Regions from separate parts of the Mus musculus genome. Here regions 2 and 3 are each linked to region 1. The links are chromatin contacts, called in public Hi-C maps. All regions are on one chromosome and are shown on one strand. The core of a region is the stretch at or near the end of the contact, and the rest is flanking DNA. Distances in the headings are between cores, read along the strand shown.

Region 1 (2,700 bases), core at 172-2,671:
GGGACCATACATACAACACAATAGTGTTCTGCCATAAAAACAAGAGAAGCTTTTTCATGTTTTGGGACAACTTGGATGAAGCTAGATGGTGTTCTGTTAAGTAAAACAAGCCAAGCACAGTCAGATGGGTATCCGGTGAGTTCACATCTTTGTGGAATCTAAGCATGCTGATTAGGCGTTCGAGAGAGCAGCGTGCAGTCAGCGGAGGTCAGGGAGGCACAAGGGCTGAGTTCATGCAGTTAGGCAGATGTGTCTTAGGTAGAGCCCTACCTTAGAGCCAGCTCACCAGAGTTTAGAGTAGTGTGACTATTCCCAAACTGCTAATAGGAGATTTTAAATGTTGTCAACAGTAAATCAGTAAGTGGGCCTGTTAGTTCCTTTGGTTTAATCGTTCCACAGTACATCTGAACAAAACGCTGTGCCCCATAAATATATACCGTTTTGTCAATTAAAAACAAAAACGCCTGCCTTTTAACAGGAACACAGGCCTTCTGCTTTCTAGACTGTAGAGACAGAGATTGAGATACACTTTCTGGGTTTTCCCCTCTCACTTTTATAATTTTTTCCTCTGGTAGAGCCTTTATCAAAGCTTCTGATTCCACAAGGCAAAGCCAGTGATTTGCTTGCTTGCCAGCCTGTCGTAGCTGAGTCCAATTTCTGTAAGTCGGAAACATGTCTTCTGAACTCAGCAACCTTTCTTATCAGAGGCTGATAAGTGTGGCCACCACACGCAGCCCACAGACCTCCTTTGAGAAGCCCTAACCTGGATGGTACCTCTCTAGTGCCCTGGACTCCTGACCCACAATGGCCCTTGAGGCAGCCTCACTCAAGGGAACGAGACACAACCAGAAGTCACATATGCATCCAGGTTGGTCAGAAAGTTACTGCACACATATTACACTGCCCCCTTCAGCTGAACTGCATCAAGCAAGGTGTTAATCTGTAAAGTGCACTTTTTTTTTTCTATCAAGATAGTGAATTCCATCGACTTACTTATCACATATCCCGGCCTAGTTTCCCGCTACTGTGTTGGTATTATGGATTTAAAGCAAGTTTGTTCCCACATCTCCCGAGTTTATAATCTGGGTTTATAATTTTCTGCTAAAAGGTTAGGTTGCCGACTTTGGCTGATCAGAGCACATTTGGAGTCCATCAAATTTTAATTTATGAATAAACACAAGGAGACTGTCTCTCTCCTGGACATAAATCGTGAAGTTGTTTTTGTCACCGGAGACAGAGATGTTGTAAAACTTTGGCTTTAATCTCTTCCCCGTTTGGCTGTCCTTGTTCCAGAGTCGGGTCTTTTAAAATCTTGTTAAATACATTACAGCTTGTTACAGCCTCTGTTTATATTAGGGACTCACTAAGAGGAGGTGTCAATGATGTAAACATTACATGAAAGTAAGGGTTGCAGAGATGAGAACAGTGCTTAATGGAGCAGCTTTGCTAGTGGGAAGGGCTCTGACACTGACCAGAGCTGGTCTCAGAGGGAGCAGCTCCCTTGCCACACCGCCTTTTAGCAACCTTTAAAAAACGATCTACGCTTGTTTACACAAAAGTGTTTCAAGCCCTCTTCTGCTATAAATTGTGTATGGCTCAGCCTGTGCATTAGGACTCATGCTAAATGTCTTTATCTGGAAAGATAAAAGAAATATTTACGATTCCTCTGAAATGTATTTGCCTTCCCATGGCTTTGGCTAATAATACGATCAACTAAAAGGAGCCGCTTAAGAACTGCTGTTTATCTTACAAACAGTAGCCTAAGGCCTCTGCTATCTTCTAACGGCTAACGTCTAATGAATAATTAGGGCTCTGACACACACACACACACACACACACACACACACACACACACACACACACGTTCTCTAAGAAGAGAAGCTTGCCTGGTTCTTAAGGAGGAGCCATGATGAATTGTTATGTTTTCGAAGATTGGTTTCTTAAGTTCATACATGATTAAAGTATGCCCTAAAGGAAATACAAATTGAAAACATGCTGCAATCCCATTTTATACCACCAGGCTCCAGAGTATAAATTCCAAGAGCATCAAGTATTAGTGAAAATGTGCTACAAAGAGAAGTTTCCTATCAGCTGGTGATGATGTGATTTGGTTCAGAAAGTTTGTAAAGACAATTTCATCTTATAAAGTGGAACTCATGAATACAGCTGGGCATTTCCCCCTCTTAGCTAGGTATATTAGGGCATTATTGTATAGGTATACTAGAATTGAGACAAGAATCTTTTCGTTAATGTAATTTCTAATAGCAAAATGCTCAAACAGAAACTCCAAATGACTATTGTGTGGTATTTGATTCATATAATGGAATATACTACTGTAGCAAAAACGACTTAAATGCAGCGACATAGGCCAAGCATGCATGACGCTGAAAACAAAAGATTAGATTAAACAGAAAGTTTCATGGGACTGCAGAGATAGTACAGGGATTGATACCACTCACTGCTTTTCTGGAGGCCCTGTTTTGGGTCCCAGTACCCATGTTTGGCAGTGCAATTGCCTGTAACTCCAGCTTAACAGCAATCTAACACTGTCTTCTGGACTCTAGACACCTACACATATGTTGAGCATGTGTATAACATGTACAAATGCAGATACACATGTACACATAATTTAAAAACATGTTTAAAAAGCAAGTTCAAGAAAAATATAAACAAGAAATTTTTGCTTGAATAATACTAAAC
Region 2 (2,700 bases), core at 15-2,514, 530 kb before region 1:
TGATTCTGAGATGGAGAATGGCCTCCCACCAGTCTGAGCACAAGGGTGTGGCGTCACCCGCAGGCTTGTTCCCCTTAACTCTGCTCACTTCTTTGTATTCCGTCATTTCATTAAATGCTCAGGAAAAAGCCTGTCTGTGATCCTGACTCATACAGAGAATTACAAGGTCCCCTACTCAGTCTCAAGGAGCATGATTAAGAACACAATTGAAAGTCTCCAGGGCTGCAGGGATAGTGCAGGGGGGTGGAGGTGGCAGCGGGGTTTCAGGGAAGACAGGCTCCTTGTTCTCTTGCACTTGCACCAGTCTTCGATCCTTTGAGCATTTGTACTTTAACCAGTGCCTCTGGTGTTCCTGCACACTTGCAGACAGGTGGGAAGCCAGTGCCCCCACACAATTCAGTTGCCTTCTTCACCTGGGTGAATTCTAATCACTGGAGCACACATGGCAGTTATGAGGTACGTGCATTTCAGGATTAAACGTGAGAGCGTCCTAATCTGTGCGCCAACATTCACCCAGCTGTGGCTTGCCTACCTAGTTTTCAATATTCAAGAGACTGTGGTCTGTGTTCTGGTGGTCATCAGTCCAGCAAGACTGCTAGCTGGGTTTTATTCGTAAGTGAGGTGGTGGTGTTCTACCTTACCATAAATAAATAGAACATCTTCACACTGGTTTCTGTCTTCTAGGATTACAGTAACTAGAACAGACTCTGAAGAGCAGTTTACTTATAGAAACAGGTTGACAGCCAGGATGCTCACCTCTGTCCTTCCTCACAGCCACAGCCACCAGCTTTCTGCTGTGTCACACTATGGCCTTAGCTGTCACAGAGCAGCGGGGGCTGGGAAGAAGCTTGGCTACAATCCCTGCAATTAGAAGCTGACCCTGAGATAAAAGTAACCGGAGGGCTGTACTTAATTGAATTCAAGTGACACTGTTCAAGCTCAGAAGGCAGAAGTGAGGGATACTGCTGCCTCTCAGACACAATAGCAAAGGCCCAGAACGGCTTGTTATTAAAACTACTGAAAAGTCCTTTCAAAGGAAAAAAAGCTGCTCTTTCCTACCTCTTAGCTAAGAGTGATTTTCCCCCCATTTTATAAAAATTGTGGTCCAAGTTTCATGAGAAGGCTTTACAAAGTTATCTTTAACTCTGTCAGCATTGCCAGTGTCAAACTCCAGTGAGGATGATTGTAATGTAACGTTAGCATTTTGTTGCACAATAGGAGATTTAGAGGGGAAAAAAGGGGGGTGGGAATGAAAGGACATAACCACAGAATGGTGAAGCTTCACTACTGCTCACGGGAAAGCCGTTGGTCTGGTGGTGTGGTAATGACAGGAACATAGGGAGATGAAGCCTGGCAGAGGTTGAAACCCTAGAGCTCAGAACAGTGGCAGAAATATCATATGACTGATTCACTAGCAGCAATGATGTGGCTTAACCTAAACCTAAAGGCAGAGTGACTACATTTTTAACCAAATTCTTAAAAAGTGCTTGCGCAAAGCCCTCTCCAAAGTGTCTTAGTTGAGAATGTCTGTATCTAACTCTGCTCTAGGAAGCAAGCTCTGGAAACAAGAAGAAAGGAAAGAAAATGTAAAATGTGTATACTAGATGAAGCATACAAAATTATAATAAATAGTGTCAGAAACAAGAAAGTAGGGCCTCTGTTGTGAGGAATTGTTTTATTCTTTGTGAAAAAAAAAATCATAGATGTATTCAGCAGAGCAAAAGTAGGGAAACATAACATTGACAATAGAAACCTCAACACTTTCAGAAGAAAATGTGAACCCAGGAAGGTGGGCAAAATGTAGTGCGATGGTGCCTAGTCACTATAGGTAGCAGAGGATAAGGGTGGATGACAGTCATCAGAGAAACACCGGGCTTAGAAAAGCTCGGTGGGATGCATTAAAATTCATGTTTGTAAAGGCACTTTTAAAATATTAAGAAATGTTTTTACTACAGCAAGCGAGAGGAGGTCCTCTCACAAAACTTCTTACCTGCCTCCCCTGGGAAGACAACTGATTACATATCCAAATGAGCTAACCACAGGCATATTGCGTCTGACCTTTGGAAGAACACTTTTGATGCTGTGCTGTAGAAAGGGTGCTCTGTCAGACAGCTATTAAGCTAGGAGCAAGCACAGGCTTTGGCTGGGGAGGTATAACTCTGTGAGCTGTGTCATATGGAGACAGCCGGCAAAGAGCCATGAAGCAGTCTCCTCCGTGTACTAACAAGGTGAGCCAGCCAATCTTCAGAAGCCGGGATGCAGGGAGATTGATGGGGAAAGCTCTATCACTGTCTAGGGAAGATCTCCTACCCAGGCAGTCCTTTCAGTCTGTGGCACTTGCATGGGGGTAGGGGTGGAGGGGTTTCAGATTCTTCCTGATAGATTTGCACTTTCTTTAATAGTATATAATAGTATACCAAGTTTACATAAGAGTGCTTCTGTAGCTTTTGTTTCACCATCAAAATGCCAGGTAAACATATCTTGACTTACCGGCAAGAAAATGAGATTCACCAAGCCCCACCACCTACTTATTCCTGGACACACAGACCCACTGTGTCTAGTTAATGACAATGTGTCCTTGGCATGCCCTGCCCAGCTGTGGATGAGGTTGGAAACTGGTTTTCAAGCAGAGCAGTGGTGTATAGTGCTCCTCCATCTTTAGGTTCCTAATTCTAGCTGGAAATTTGAGGAATAATGAAC
Region 3 (2,700 bases), core at 81-2,580, 900 kb before region 1:
TGCTCTCTAATCATGTACCTCCCATCATGTGCTCTGATTCCATTCCTCTACAGGGTGTAATTTTAAATATGTAAAAAAGTTCTGTACTCCTGCCGAAGTTTTATCTCCTGTTTTAATACATAACTTCAGTGATTGATTTCTATAATAATTCAGAAAATAAATTTATAGCAACATTAACTAAACCCACACATACACACTGTGCCATTAACGTATGGAACAATGCACTAGGCAAAACTGCCACCACCTTTATCAGAATAGGCATAATCATTGCAGAGTATCACCATAGCTGGGCTTGCTGACTGTTGGTCTTCCTTCTCGGGAGAGTGGGTGGGAAGGTCTTAAAACCCTCAACCCAAGTAGTCAAACACTCCTCCCATCCAGTTGTATGAAATTCTGACTTTCAGAGGCTTTCAGAGAAGAGTTAGAGGGTGGGTGTGAGATCAACTAGGGGGAGGGGTTCCATTTAAGTTTCAACAGAAGAATCATAATCCATGCTGAGTGAAGACCTTCCTGTGTGGCTGATCTAAAGTTGCCCACACTCCTGCCCATAACCACTCACCCGTTACACTGAAGGGAGCCTGATGAACTCCTTGGTTTCCTAGAGTGTATTTTGGTGGGCGTGTACATCAGGGTATTGTTAGGAACTTAGGAGGAAGTGGTAGATATGTTCATGTTTCCCTTACGGAAGAAATTTTCACATCAGTCATAAACTGTATTAGACACAAAAACATATGCAATAATAAAGATATGTAATGATATTAAAATAAACTTGCAATGACTTTGGAATTTTCCATATGTGAGACTGAGACACTGTTTATTTGTACTGTATATATGGTATATAACACAAGTCTCAGAATAAACTTATGAATGAAATGCAATTACTCTTCCCATTTTACTGATGTGGAAATTGACGAAAGAAGAAATTAAATATTTAAGTATAAGTTCAAATGCTTGTGTATGGTAAAGCAGGAATTTGAAACTGTATTTACTAAACTTCAGTCTGTTCTTCGAAGTATTTAATTCTGATTTCTATAGTTTAAGGTAGAAGATGGGCATGTAATTATAATTATTGTATATTTGTAAAATAGAGGAGATAGGGGTGACAGAGAAAAGGATGGCTTTAGGTTTCAGTACAGATTTCAACAGAAGATAATTCTTTGAAGGATGTACCCTTGAAGAGTTCATGGGACATTGAGAAAAAGTGACAAATAATGATCAAAGTAGATGACTGTAACCAGGTAAAACCATAACATTTGTAGATTGAGAGGCACAGGTACAGAAGGCCAGCGATGCGAGGATGTTGGTAGGAAGGAAAGATGATACTGAAAGCTGCAAACATCAAGGAGGTGAGAGGAAATGATCAGGAAGTGTAGGGGGCATCAGGAGGATGCTAGTAATTAGAACTGTACTGTTGGGTATCCTCAGCAGCACTTCCCATGCTAAACTGGAAGGGATGAACTCAAGAAAAGTAAACATGAGACATCACGATACAAAGGAATATCTGAGTCTGTCATCAAATGGTTGTATGCCACAGGAGGAAATACCATGCACCAGATATGCTCAGAGCCATACTGAGTACAGTGTGGGGTGGGGACCAGGACATCATAGATGTCTGCTTTTTGTCACAGACTGCTAATTTGGGGCCCTGTTTCTGATTATCATCCAAACTATGCTTCTTAATTCTAGGGAACAAAGACATTGATACTCTAAATGAATGGCCTGCTTCTGTTGCTGGCTGTATGGCTGGCCTGCTTTCCCTCAACAGCTATTAATGGGTATTTTCTGTTTCATCAGAACCTTGCTGTGCTGGATATCCCTTGTGTATTATCAAGTGCCCTTTCCTCCCCTACCAATTAAGCCCCAAAGATAACAGGAGCAAAGTAATGTGTGATTCAATAGAATCTTTGCAATATTTAAAGGTCTAATATTAAGGGCTGTATTGGGTTATTGAGCATTCAATTAAAGCATCTCAAGTGTTTAATTTAGGATTTTCCATAGGACAGGTATTGTTTGTTAATTAGTTAATTAAATAACAAATGATTATTGAAAACATGCATTAGGATTAAGCAAGCTGCAAGAGAGATAAAGATATCTCCAAGGCAATTAGCTCACTGTAATTTTAATGATAAATGTGTAATTAGACTCTTATTCTAAAGAGATTGTTTGGAATGCTTTGCAAGCATTAAACAGGCATGTAACAAGATACTTACTTATATAACAAGCAAAATATAATTCTAATTCTTATTAAGCATCAGCCTGTGTGTTCAAATGATGCATAATTTGCTAAAAGCAAAAATTTTACAAGTATTAGTCCTTATAAAAATATAATCCATTAAAAGCTTATGTAACTAAATTATTTAAAAACCAGATTTATTCCCAAGCCTATTTATTTCCCTTCTTAGACAATTACCAGAGCCTCTCAAATGTATTATGACTCGGTGTGAGTTTATGCATTTATGCATCAGCAGTTGAGAGGATTACGAGGCACATCAAAATCCCTATCCCCAACCCAGTCCCATGTCTATTTACAAAGAATCAAACAGTCCTCTTACAGGTCTAGAACCTCCCACAGTTCTGGTACTTGTCATTATATATGTGCCCACACAGACTTGAATGAACACAGTAAAGGAGTGGAGATGTTTCTGATGGTGTGTAAATCTGTTTATTTTGTTTTAGTGCACCCCTTTGCATGCCGATTCT

What was found. A called contact is a pair of places that touch in the nucleus more often than the background predicts.
Region 2: a contact with region 1 is called in a Hi-C map of the N1E-115 cell line, with 7 times the contacts expected there. A contact is called at or near these places in 1 of 484 Hi-C or Micro-C datasets (the N1E-115 cell line), 1 of 130 datasets of targeted methods (bone marrow-derived dendritic cells) and 1 of 9 other capture datasets (embryonic stem cells).
Region 3: a Hi-C map of the N1E-115 cell line shows a contact between it and region 1, with 5 times the contacts expected there. A contact is called at or near these places in 1 of 484 Hi-C or Micro-C datasets (the N1E-115 cell line) and 1 of 130 datasets of targeted methods (astrocytes).

What each region holds. Positions count from the first base shown.
Region 1 is chr19:14,423,527-14,426,226 of GRCm38.p6, reverse strand. All of the region lies in intron 2 of Gm8630 (predicted gene 8630), which reads left to right. Among named protein-coding and RNA genes, the nearest start is that of Gm8630, 11 kb to the left of the region's middle.
Region 2 is chr19:14,954,730-14,957,429 of GRCm38.p6, reverse strand. No RefSeq gene overlaps it. Among named protein-coding and RNA genes, the nearest start is that of Tle4, 360 kb to the right of the region's middle.
Region 3 is chr19:15,325,196-15,327,895 of GRCm38.p6, reverse strand. The region is part of intron 3 of Gm46645 (a long non-coding RNA gene); the gene reads left to right. Among named protein-coding and RNA genes, the nearest start is that of Gm46645, 14 kb to the left of the region's middle.